3 separate regions of the Gossypium hirsutum genome follow, and regions 2 and 3 are each linked to region 1. Evidence: chromatin contacts called from public Hi-C data. All regions are on one chromosome and are shown on one strand. Each heading gives the region's core, a stretch centred on a gene start, on an enhancer-like site or on the middle of the called end of the contact. The rest is flanking DNA. Distances are from core to core; before and after follow the strand shown.

What was found. A called contact is a pair of places that touch in the nucleus more often than the background predicts.
Region 2: a Hi-C map of leaf shows a contact between it and region 1, with 2.0 times the contacts expected there. The contact joins the promoter of LOC107918573 here to the promoter of LOC107919999 in region 1. A contact is called at or near these places in 2 of 34 Hi-C or Micro-C datasets (leaf and petal).
Region 3: a contact with region 1 is called in a Hi-C map of leaf, with 3 times the contacts expected there. The contact joins the promoter of LOC107918283 here to the promoter of LOC107919999 in region 1. A contact is called at or near these places in 14 of 34 Hi-C or Micro-C datasets (anther, callus, cotyledon and 4 more).

What each region holds. Positions count from the first base shown.
Region 1 is chrD13:42,595,395-42,598,554 of Gossypium_hirsutum_v2.1, forward strand. LOC107919999 (patellin-3) reads right to left here and starts at 1,474. Exons shown (of 4, transcript XM_016849472.2): 1 at 1-1,474. The coding sequence starts at 1,433.
Region 2 is chrD13:42,772,619-42,775,778 of Gossypium_hirsutum_v2.1, forward strand. It overlaps LOC107918573 (transcription factor bHLH81), which reads right to left and starts at 1,533. Exons shown (of 5, transcript XM_016848159.2): 1 at 789-1,533; 2 at 307-450; 3 at 159-224. The coding sequence starts at 1,241.
Region 3 is chrD13:42,446,459-42,449,618 of Gossypium_hirsutum_v2.1, forward strand. LOC107918283 reads left to right here and starts at 1,459. Exons shown (of 3, transcript XM_016847811.2): 1 at 1,459-2,636. The coding sequence starts at 2,504.

The DNA of each region.
Region 1 (3,160 bases), core at 224-2,723:
GCCACAAACTCTGGATAATTGTCCTGAAGCAAGTGAAGGGCTTGGTTGGTAGCTTGCCTGAGCTCCCTTTTTCCAGGTCCGGGAGAGTTCTTGAGATCGTTTACCTGAACTATGGTAGAGATACCATTGGGACTGAAATCAAGCTTTCTGATGCTTTTTTCCAAGAATTGAATCCTCCACCTCAAGAACTTGGATCGCTTTTCTTCATCTGCAAAAGTATTCTGATACAGCTCCTTGTTTTGGAATTCCCCATACACGTTGTAGCATACAGGATGACCTTCTTTATCAAATCCGTGCATGAAAACCACTTTCTCCAATTCATTTCCAAGCTCCTCATCCAGCAAGCCATCAACTCCGAACTCCTTACGCCAGATAACAGTGTTTTTGATCATGGTGAATGCGTCCTTGACTTTGAAATCCCTAGCCCTTAAGAATTTCAATAGGATAACATCGCTTCTTTCGTCCGCAAGAAGCGGAATTCCCCATATAGACACCTCTTGGGGTGGAGGTGGGGGAACTTCGGCTTCTTCTGGCTTCTCTTCTGATTGAGCAACCTCATCTGGTTTCAAAGAAGAAGAGGCCTCTTCCTCTGGTTTCTCAGCCGGTGGAGGAGTGGCCACTGCTACTACAGATTCCTCAATTGCCTCAACGGTCTTGGCACCGTCGTCATCGGCAGCTGAAACCTTTTCGACCACCTCTGTTTCCATCACGGTCTCGGGTGCGGGTGCTTCAACCGGTGGGTCGGCCTTCTCTTCTTCCCTGACTTCAACGGGTGCGGGTGCTTCAATCGGTGGGTCGGCCTTCTCTTCTTCCTTGACTTCAACGGGTGCGGGTGCTTCAGTTTCGACTTTTACTTCAGTTTCAGCAGCAGAAGTGGCAGGTTGGTCTTCCTCTTTCTTTTCCTCGGGAGCTGGTTTATCTTTATCTTTGGCAGGAGGGGGTGTGAATTCGTGCTTGTTAAGGGCTTCTTGAATAAGTTGCTTAAGCTCATCAAGAGCCTTCTTTTGTGGGTCAGGAAGTTCACCGGCTATATTGGTTTCTTCTTTGAAAGAAGCAGACTCAGTTACCTTAGTGTCCTTAGCTTCAACCTTAGGCTCCTCCTCAACAGCCTCAGCAGGTTTGTCTTCAACAACAGCATCAGTAGGCTTCTCGGAAGCAGCCTCCTGTTCACTCTCCTTCTCCACCACCACTTCCTCAGCAGGAGCAGGGGGTGCAGCAGCTTCAGGCTTTTGAGTCTCCTCAGCCATGTATGAGATTGTAAAAGAGAAAGAAACAAGAGATGAAAATGCAGAGAGAGAGAAATGAAGGGGGGAGAGGAGGTTGTTGTTGTAGTAGTTGGTTTGAGAAAGGGGAAGGTGGGGGCTTAAAATGAGAGGGGGGGGGGCGGGGGAGTGATGGGAAGAAATGGAGGCGACGTTTGTTGTGTTGGACATGGAGAGAACCAGTCTGTCAGACCCGTTTGCCAGCTGTTATTATGCCACTTTGTTACTGGACCCCACTCTCTTTATACTTCTTCTTCACCCTTAGTCCAGAACCATGATCCTATTTTCTTCTATTATAATATCTTTTTCTTTTTCATTATTAAAATATTTTTTAATTAAATTAATTTATATTATTTGAAAAGTTATAAAATTTAGATTTGTGTTATTTAAATTAATAAAATATTAATATTTAACTAAATCAAAATTTTATTTTAATATAATATTTACATCTTATTTGTATTGATAATATCATAAATCAATTCAACATTATTTCAAGATTAATGACAACTTCATAGATAGGAATTATTATTATTTTATTTTATATTACATAGTTCCACCTATTATTTACCTTATATATATTAATTTTTAAAAGCCAATTTGTTTGGTCTAATTTCGTATAAATCCAAAACTCCAAATCTCTCCTCTTGTTTTTGTTCTTCTAATAATATACCCTTGTTTTTGCCAAAACTTGTCAAATTTCCTAATATTTATATTATTACATGTATCCTGAAATTCGATATCACACCCCACCTTCACTATTTGTAAAGTATTATGAAGTCTTTGAATTAAGCCTTCGATTTTAAAAATATAATTAATTGATTTATATAATTTATATCAATAAGTAGATCAGTTATTTTAGTAAAAATTTTATCTGTTACCACTTTAATTGGTGACGTGATTGATAAAGTAATCAAATAAATTATATATAATGTGTCAATATGGCACATTTTATCACATCAACAAAAATTTAAAATTTAAAAAATTTCACAAATATTTTTTAAAATAATTATTTAATAAACCGATTGAACTTAGATAATTATAAATGTATATATATGATATTTTAACAAACATAATAAATTCAAATATTCATTTACATATTTAGTTAGTATTTGGTGGTTGATTTATTTTATTTTTGAAGTTAAATCATTTCATTAAAATCAAATATTGAAAAGATAATTAACTTAACTCTAATTAATTAATTAAAATAAAATTTAAAGAAAACTCACGCATATACATATAGTAAGACTCTCAAAATTTACAATATTTCAACTTTACCCTTAAATCAGGGTCTCACTGAAACTAGAGTTTATAATTCCCATTTCTTTGTAAAAATAAGAATATTTGATATTATATTTAAGTTTTAAAAAATAAATAAATTTGGAGGGTTCATATGTTCAGCAAATATTACTCTTTAAATCCAATCCATTTATATGCTATAGCACATTGATTTAGATTTCGGATAACTTAAGTGGATTAGATTTAAATATTTAAAATATTGTAGATATCTAATGTGTAGCCATCTTAAACACAAATTTAATTTTTTATAATTACTTATTTAGTCCTTCAATTTTATTAAAAAAATATTTTAATAAAATTTTAAAAATTAATTATTTATATAGCATCTACATGATAATCTACATCAATAAAATTAACGTTGATAAAAAAATATAAATTCAAATTAAAATGATTTTTTTTATTATACCAAAAAAAAATTAATTATAAAATCTACATCATGGAATTGATATTTATTGTGGGTTATCCTCTGGAACAAGTTTCCCTAAACGTCGAAATCACCTACGCACTAAAAATTGACATTTACCCAAGTATTCCATTTCACTTTTCAAGCTCATCTTAATCTTCCAGTTTCTTTTAATATACATATATTCACCTTCCTTGTT
Region 2 (3,160 bases), core at 283-2,782, 180 kb after region 1:
ATTTATGTCTCTTGTAGCCAGTCAGACAAATCAATACATTTCGCATTAAACTTAATTAGGATGAAACATTAATAAGGTTAGAAAGTCCTTTTGTAGAATGATAGCTACATACTGAACTTGAATTTTCCGATTAAAATAGATCTCAAGATGTAGCCTACCTTATCCATGTTGGGGACAAGCTCCTGAAGCTTTCTAATGCGATCGCTAATCCGTGTTCTCCGAACCTAACAAAAATAGTCATGGATAGTTAGAACTAAACATAAACACCATTTTACTTCTTAATTATCAGCAAATGAATACAATTACCCTTTCTGCAATACTTCGAGGATGAGTAGCACACCCTCGCTTCGCACGGACCCTGCAAGGTACCGAATCCTCCAAAAGTTTCTCCATATCTACATCTATAAGATTAGATATCCCACCAGAAATCTGATCACTTGGCTCTCCTTTCTACCCAAAAATAGAAGGAAAACAAAGGGTATTGTAAAAAAAAAAATGGGGATTCAACCATATATATTTTTGCTCAAAAGAGTAAATTTATCCTTTCCTTTTTGGCTAAAAATGTATGGCCATTAGTTGGTCAGCTTTGAAAAGAAATAGTAAAGCCTAAAACATTAAAAGAAGACTAAAAAGAATATAATAAGATGACGATCAATATCTATCCTTTCACAGGCAATTCAAAGACGGCAAAAACAAAAAACAGAAGTATTCAAAATCCATATAATAGAAAAACTAACAAGCTGTGGAAGTTGAAATATAATATTAGTATGGCTATCTCTTAGTCTTACCAACTGAGAATGGAACTTTGTTGGTGGGAATTGCGTATCAAGCTCGCTAGCCCTCTTACTCGAGGGGGAAACATCCATAGTTGGCGATAAATAGTCATAATTTGCAACAACTCCAAAGTTAGAGAAGTAGGCATCAGAGGAAGCAGCAGGATTATTCCCAGGAAAATCAGCTGGAGAACTGTTTTGCCTCTGGAAACCAGAAGGCTCAAACAACCCAGATGGATAGGCTGAGTTGGGAAAAAGCAATGAATTTCGAATGGTGGGTGTTGAGGTTGAATTTCCAGTTAGTAGCTGAGTCAAGCACTGGCTAGGCTTCAAAGGGTCCTCTTCTTCTTCCTCGAGAAGGGCTTCTAACCAAGTGGCTGGCGCTGAGCGGAAACGGGCGAGTCCAGCTCGACTCCCTTCAGCGCCACCGCCACTAGAGCTGCTACTGCCGCCAGGCGTCGGTTTCATCTGCTTCTTTGTTCAGCTTGAGGAGTTAGCTTTGTGCTATGAAAAACTCTCCTTTTTTCTTTTTGGTTTCCTGTTCAGCAGCTTTCCCTTTTTCGCTGTGGGATATGCCCTAACATAGCTTATTTTTTGCAAGTTCTTTTTCATTTAAATGATTTTGAGCCGTTCGATTAGAACCAAAATGTTTCGGAAAAGAGAGATCCAACGGTGGCAAAGTTGGTTCTATCAAAAAAGGGAACATGTAAGGCCAGAAACTGCAACCTCATCATTTTCTTTCAGATCAGACCTCCTCTTCACCGTAACCTCTGGAAAGTAAAGTCCGTTTCAGATGCAGGCATTTCACGTGACAGTCACGGGCCAATACATTTCAGAAAAGCATGCACGTGGAATATACGGCTTAATAATGCGTGGGTAGGTTTGTGTGAAATATTATATCTTTTTTTGGTTAGAAAATATGTTGCTAGATGTGGCAAAATTAAGGAGGCGGAGGCAATTTCACCCAATGTCCACTGTAGATTTGATAACAAACTTTTAATGTGTCAATTTTAGTGCCCTTTGTATCCTCCTTTTATATATAACTAGATTCTAATTATATTAAATAAGAATTATTTAATTATGTTTTATTTTTTAGGTACATAATTTAAATTTAAGCTCACCTCCAAATTTTATTACAGTTTTTTACTTAGATATCTATTTTTTTCTCATTTTACCTAAAAACACATTACCAAACAATAAGAACATACCATATAGTATGTTTTTATTGAACATCGTACGTTTTGGAGTAAAATGAGACAAAATTGATAATTCAAATACCATATTTGACCAAATAAAATTTTCAAGTACCTAAGTGAGAAAAGTGATATAATTTGAGGGTCAATTTTGTAGTTAAACCTTATGCAAACTATGAAATAAATTGGGATTGAGAAAAGTACAATACAATGGCGTTGTCAAGACTCGGGGGTTGTCATTGTCGAGGGAGTGTGGAGGGATCACCATGGGGGTGGATTCTTGAGTTTAACAAAAGGTTGAGACAGTGCGCTGCCTTCAATGCTAAGTTATGGAGTATTCTAGACGGCTTGACATTACTACAAAGTAAGCAATGTGACAAAGTGTTGATTCGAACGGATAGTATGGAGGTTCTTTAGGCCATTCAAGAATCATTCTCAATTACATTTTGTTCCACACTTATCAGACATATTCAACAGCTTTTATTGGAAATGGGTCAATGAAAATTTGAATATATTCCTAGAGAAGAGAACATAGAAGTTGACCCATTACCAAGATGGCTTTTGACAAAAATAAAGGTCTACAACTATTCGCAAAGATTCTGTTAGTTTTTGATATATTAATGTGATTATTTTGTTTGGTTTTTATAAAAAAAAAAGAACCATGACATTATGTTTAATGAGTAGACTAATCTATTTAAATAAAAAAATTAACATTAAAATTAAAATAATAAAATACATTCTCTAAATTTCAATTACTAAGATAAATGATTTAAATAATGTAAAAAATCATTAAAAATTAAGAGCATGAACGCATATTTTTCCTTTAAATTGAATCATGATAATAAACTAAGCAAAACATTAAATAATTAATGCATGATTTAAAGACAACATAAGATAAATACTTACAAAATAAAACAAACACAATACGAATAAAATGGTTATGTCAAAAAACTGTAAATTATTAATGCATAAAATATATATTTACAACAACAAATTTATAGTATTCTAAACATATTTAAAAATAGGTTATTATTATATGTCATGGGTTCATGTACTCTTCTCAAATTTAGAATTTAGTCTTTATACTTTTATTTCTAAGAATTTAGTCCATTTACTTTTCAGATTTCAAAATTCAGGTCCAATGGTTACCAATGTTAAGATTATTTTATTAAATTTAAGTTTATTACAATATCA
Region 3 (3,160 bases), core at 209-2,708, 150 kb before region 1:
TTTCCATTTTTTTAAAACCCACATTTATTTCCAAACAATTCCATTTCTCCATTTTAGAGAAAACCATAATCATTTTTGAATGTTTTTCATTTCTCTATTTCTATTCATTCTGTTCATTTTGATTCAAACACGTAATTCATTTCTGGTTTCAACGAGCTATTAGAGGGATCGATTAGACATATGTAATTAAGGCTCAAATGATTTTTAATTAAGTTTTGGCTTTTCATCTATTAATTATAAACTCATTTAATCATGAAGACATTTCACTATAGTATTGTGGTTGAGTCCTCCCTAATGGCATACCATTACGAAAGCAACTATTCAGCATTCGTCCAATGACCTTGTCATAAGTGTGTTACCCTCATAGTTTATCATTGATCTCTTTAAGATAATATCCGTTTTCCTAATATAATCCTATTTTATCTCATGGTAACCATTATATCTTCCTTCATGAAAAGTCAATGATGATCAAATAGTGATCAAGTCATCTATCACAAAGACGAATGACCCGTGGCCACGTTTACTTTTCAGCAACCATGTAATGCCTATAAAAGGATATAATTTTCCCATGTCTTAGGTTTTGAATTCCACTATTGTGAATGACATTACATAATGTAGAAGCCGTATACTCAATGTACCAACTTTCGGCTCCTTATTTATTTGAACTCGGGCTTTTACTTACATCAAAGTATATGAGTCACGCATGCATAGTCCGCCATCCACCTAGGATTTAGGTATGCCACACTATGAACGTCACAAGGGAATAGATCCATAAACGGATTTAGGATCTATTCGACTTGGATCCAGTTTGATGTACTGTCAGTCCAGTCAGTCACATCTATGTCTTTATCTTCTGGGAGTCATCTGCTCTGATGCCCAAGATAAAGCATCTCCCAAATTGGACTTGATAGATGAAATATTAGTCTTTCAATCGGTTTGTTCATTTCCGATTAGACTAAGGACATGTTTAGGTTTGTCTATTAATACAAGTTGTCTTTCTATATTACGATCCGACCACGTAATACTGCTAAATATTAATTAAATAATAGACAACTAGTGAGTAACATTTACTTCCATTTTAGTTTGCGTACAAAAATACTTGAGGATAATATACAAAGTATTAATGTAATTCATGAATAATTTTATTAACTAATTTGGTCGGGAAATTACATGTGTACTTTGATGAAAATACTACACTTAGGACACCAGATCCAACATGGACATCTAGTAATGTCCAACATGATAGCCTAAAGGGCCACGCCAGCTGTCCCGTTAGGTCTATACCAGAAAATAGGCTCGGATAATTAATTTATCGTTTTTCAAAAATATTAATGATTAGTGACTGATTTCTCACTATTGAAAGTTAAGTAAATGTTGGTATCTTTTTCCCTTGCTTTTTTCCCCTTTAACATAAAACCATCTCATTCTCTCTTTTCGTGGTTCCAGCCAGCTAAAAAATGATAGTAAAAATAAAACAGTACAACCACTGACTTTGCTTTCTATCTAGCCAAAAACAGGGCTGGTTGCCAAACTAGCCGTTGTCATCCCTTCCTCTACTCTCTTGCTTTTTTTTCCTCTTCAACAGAAAAGAATCTCCTCCTCTATTTTTATAGTTCCTATGATGGGCACAACTGTTCGCTTTTTTTGGATCTTGTTCGACGAGACGAGTGGATCTTTGGCCAAAGATCTTTATGAGAGAGGCTAGCCCAAGCCTCTTTGGCTTCTTTCTTTACTAACGATAGTTTTGTTTAGTTCCATTTCTCTACCATTTTAGCATTTGCAACTCCTTAGTTGACGTTACTTATATTTTTCTTTCTTTTTTCTTTTCCAGGTTAGTGTTCCTTGCTTGCTAGCCCTTGTTATTTTTTGGGGGGCATGGATGGGGTCGCCACCGTTTAAGTTCCTCATTGGTCGGAGCTTGATAGTCCTCGGGTTTCGTCACACAAACTCTATTTCTGTTAGTGGTTGAGGCCATTTTTATGGCTAATATGTCTCTTTTGTCGCTGCTCGTGACTGGCTTCAATTGTGGTCGATAACGTCCCTTTTTGAGTTTGGCTGAGGCATGGTCTCCTGCCGAAGGCATTCATGCTGACGACGGGTGTGGCCCCCTTGCATCTCTACTTCCCCAACATCCTTTGGCACTTCCTTTCCCGCCTAATCTGATGACAGCAAGGGTGAAATAGTTGAATATTGTGGGGAGCTGGGCTTGTTTGGACCTTGTTTCTATTATTGCATCTTTTGAGCGATTTTGAGACATTTCTATTATTGGGCTTTTTGGGCCCTTGCTGTTCTTGATCCCATTTTATCGATGGATGCTGTAAGTTGAAAAGAAAAAAGAACAAAAAAAAAAGGGAAAACAAGCGGTACCTATCTGAGAGGCATTGCGGCAGATTACCCAGAAAACAAAAGGAGAATCAAACGAAGACGAAGTTAAAAGATGGAAATCTGAGCAAAAATTCCGAGAAATAACGAAAGTAATAGTTGTACTGCATAAGGCTTTGAAATGGGGGATGACAAGGAATTGACGCCGTCAAAGTATGACATGAACGCAAAATGGGACGCCTGCATCGATCTCACTCTCCGCCGCTTCGTTTATTCATCCTTGGCTGGCGCTTTTGGTGGCCTCCTTTTCTTTAGTTTGTTCTCTTTCCCTTATTTCTTTATTTCTTTCTCCTTTTAAGATATGTTGTTTTCGATTTGCCCCATTGCAGATTAGCCTAATTGGTTCTACAAATTTTGTTTTCTCATATCCACTTTTTATCTTTCTTCTAGTTGTTTCTATGTTGTTCTGCACTCGGCAGCGTTGGCTCTTCCAGTTATATATGCGCCTGCTCTACATTCATAGCTGTAGATGTTAATGTAAATATGATGTATATACATGTCCAAAATATGTAGGGATTTAAATTGCAGTCGTGGATACTTTTTTGGATGTGTTGTGTTTATTGGTTGCGAGTGCGAGGTATGTTACTACACTCAATTGCAGCAAATATCTACAGTGAATACAGGTGGCAAAGAGAGCCACAAATGCAAATAGCAGCCATAATATCGTGCTATGGCTGCTATTTACATTTGTGTTGTACACTTTACTATCCATTTAAGTGGCAACGTTTGAGACCAAGTGGCTTTCTTAAGGAGAACCTTGCATCCCTGCATGTTGGTT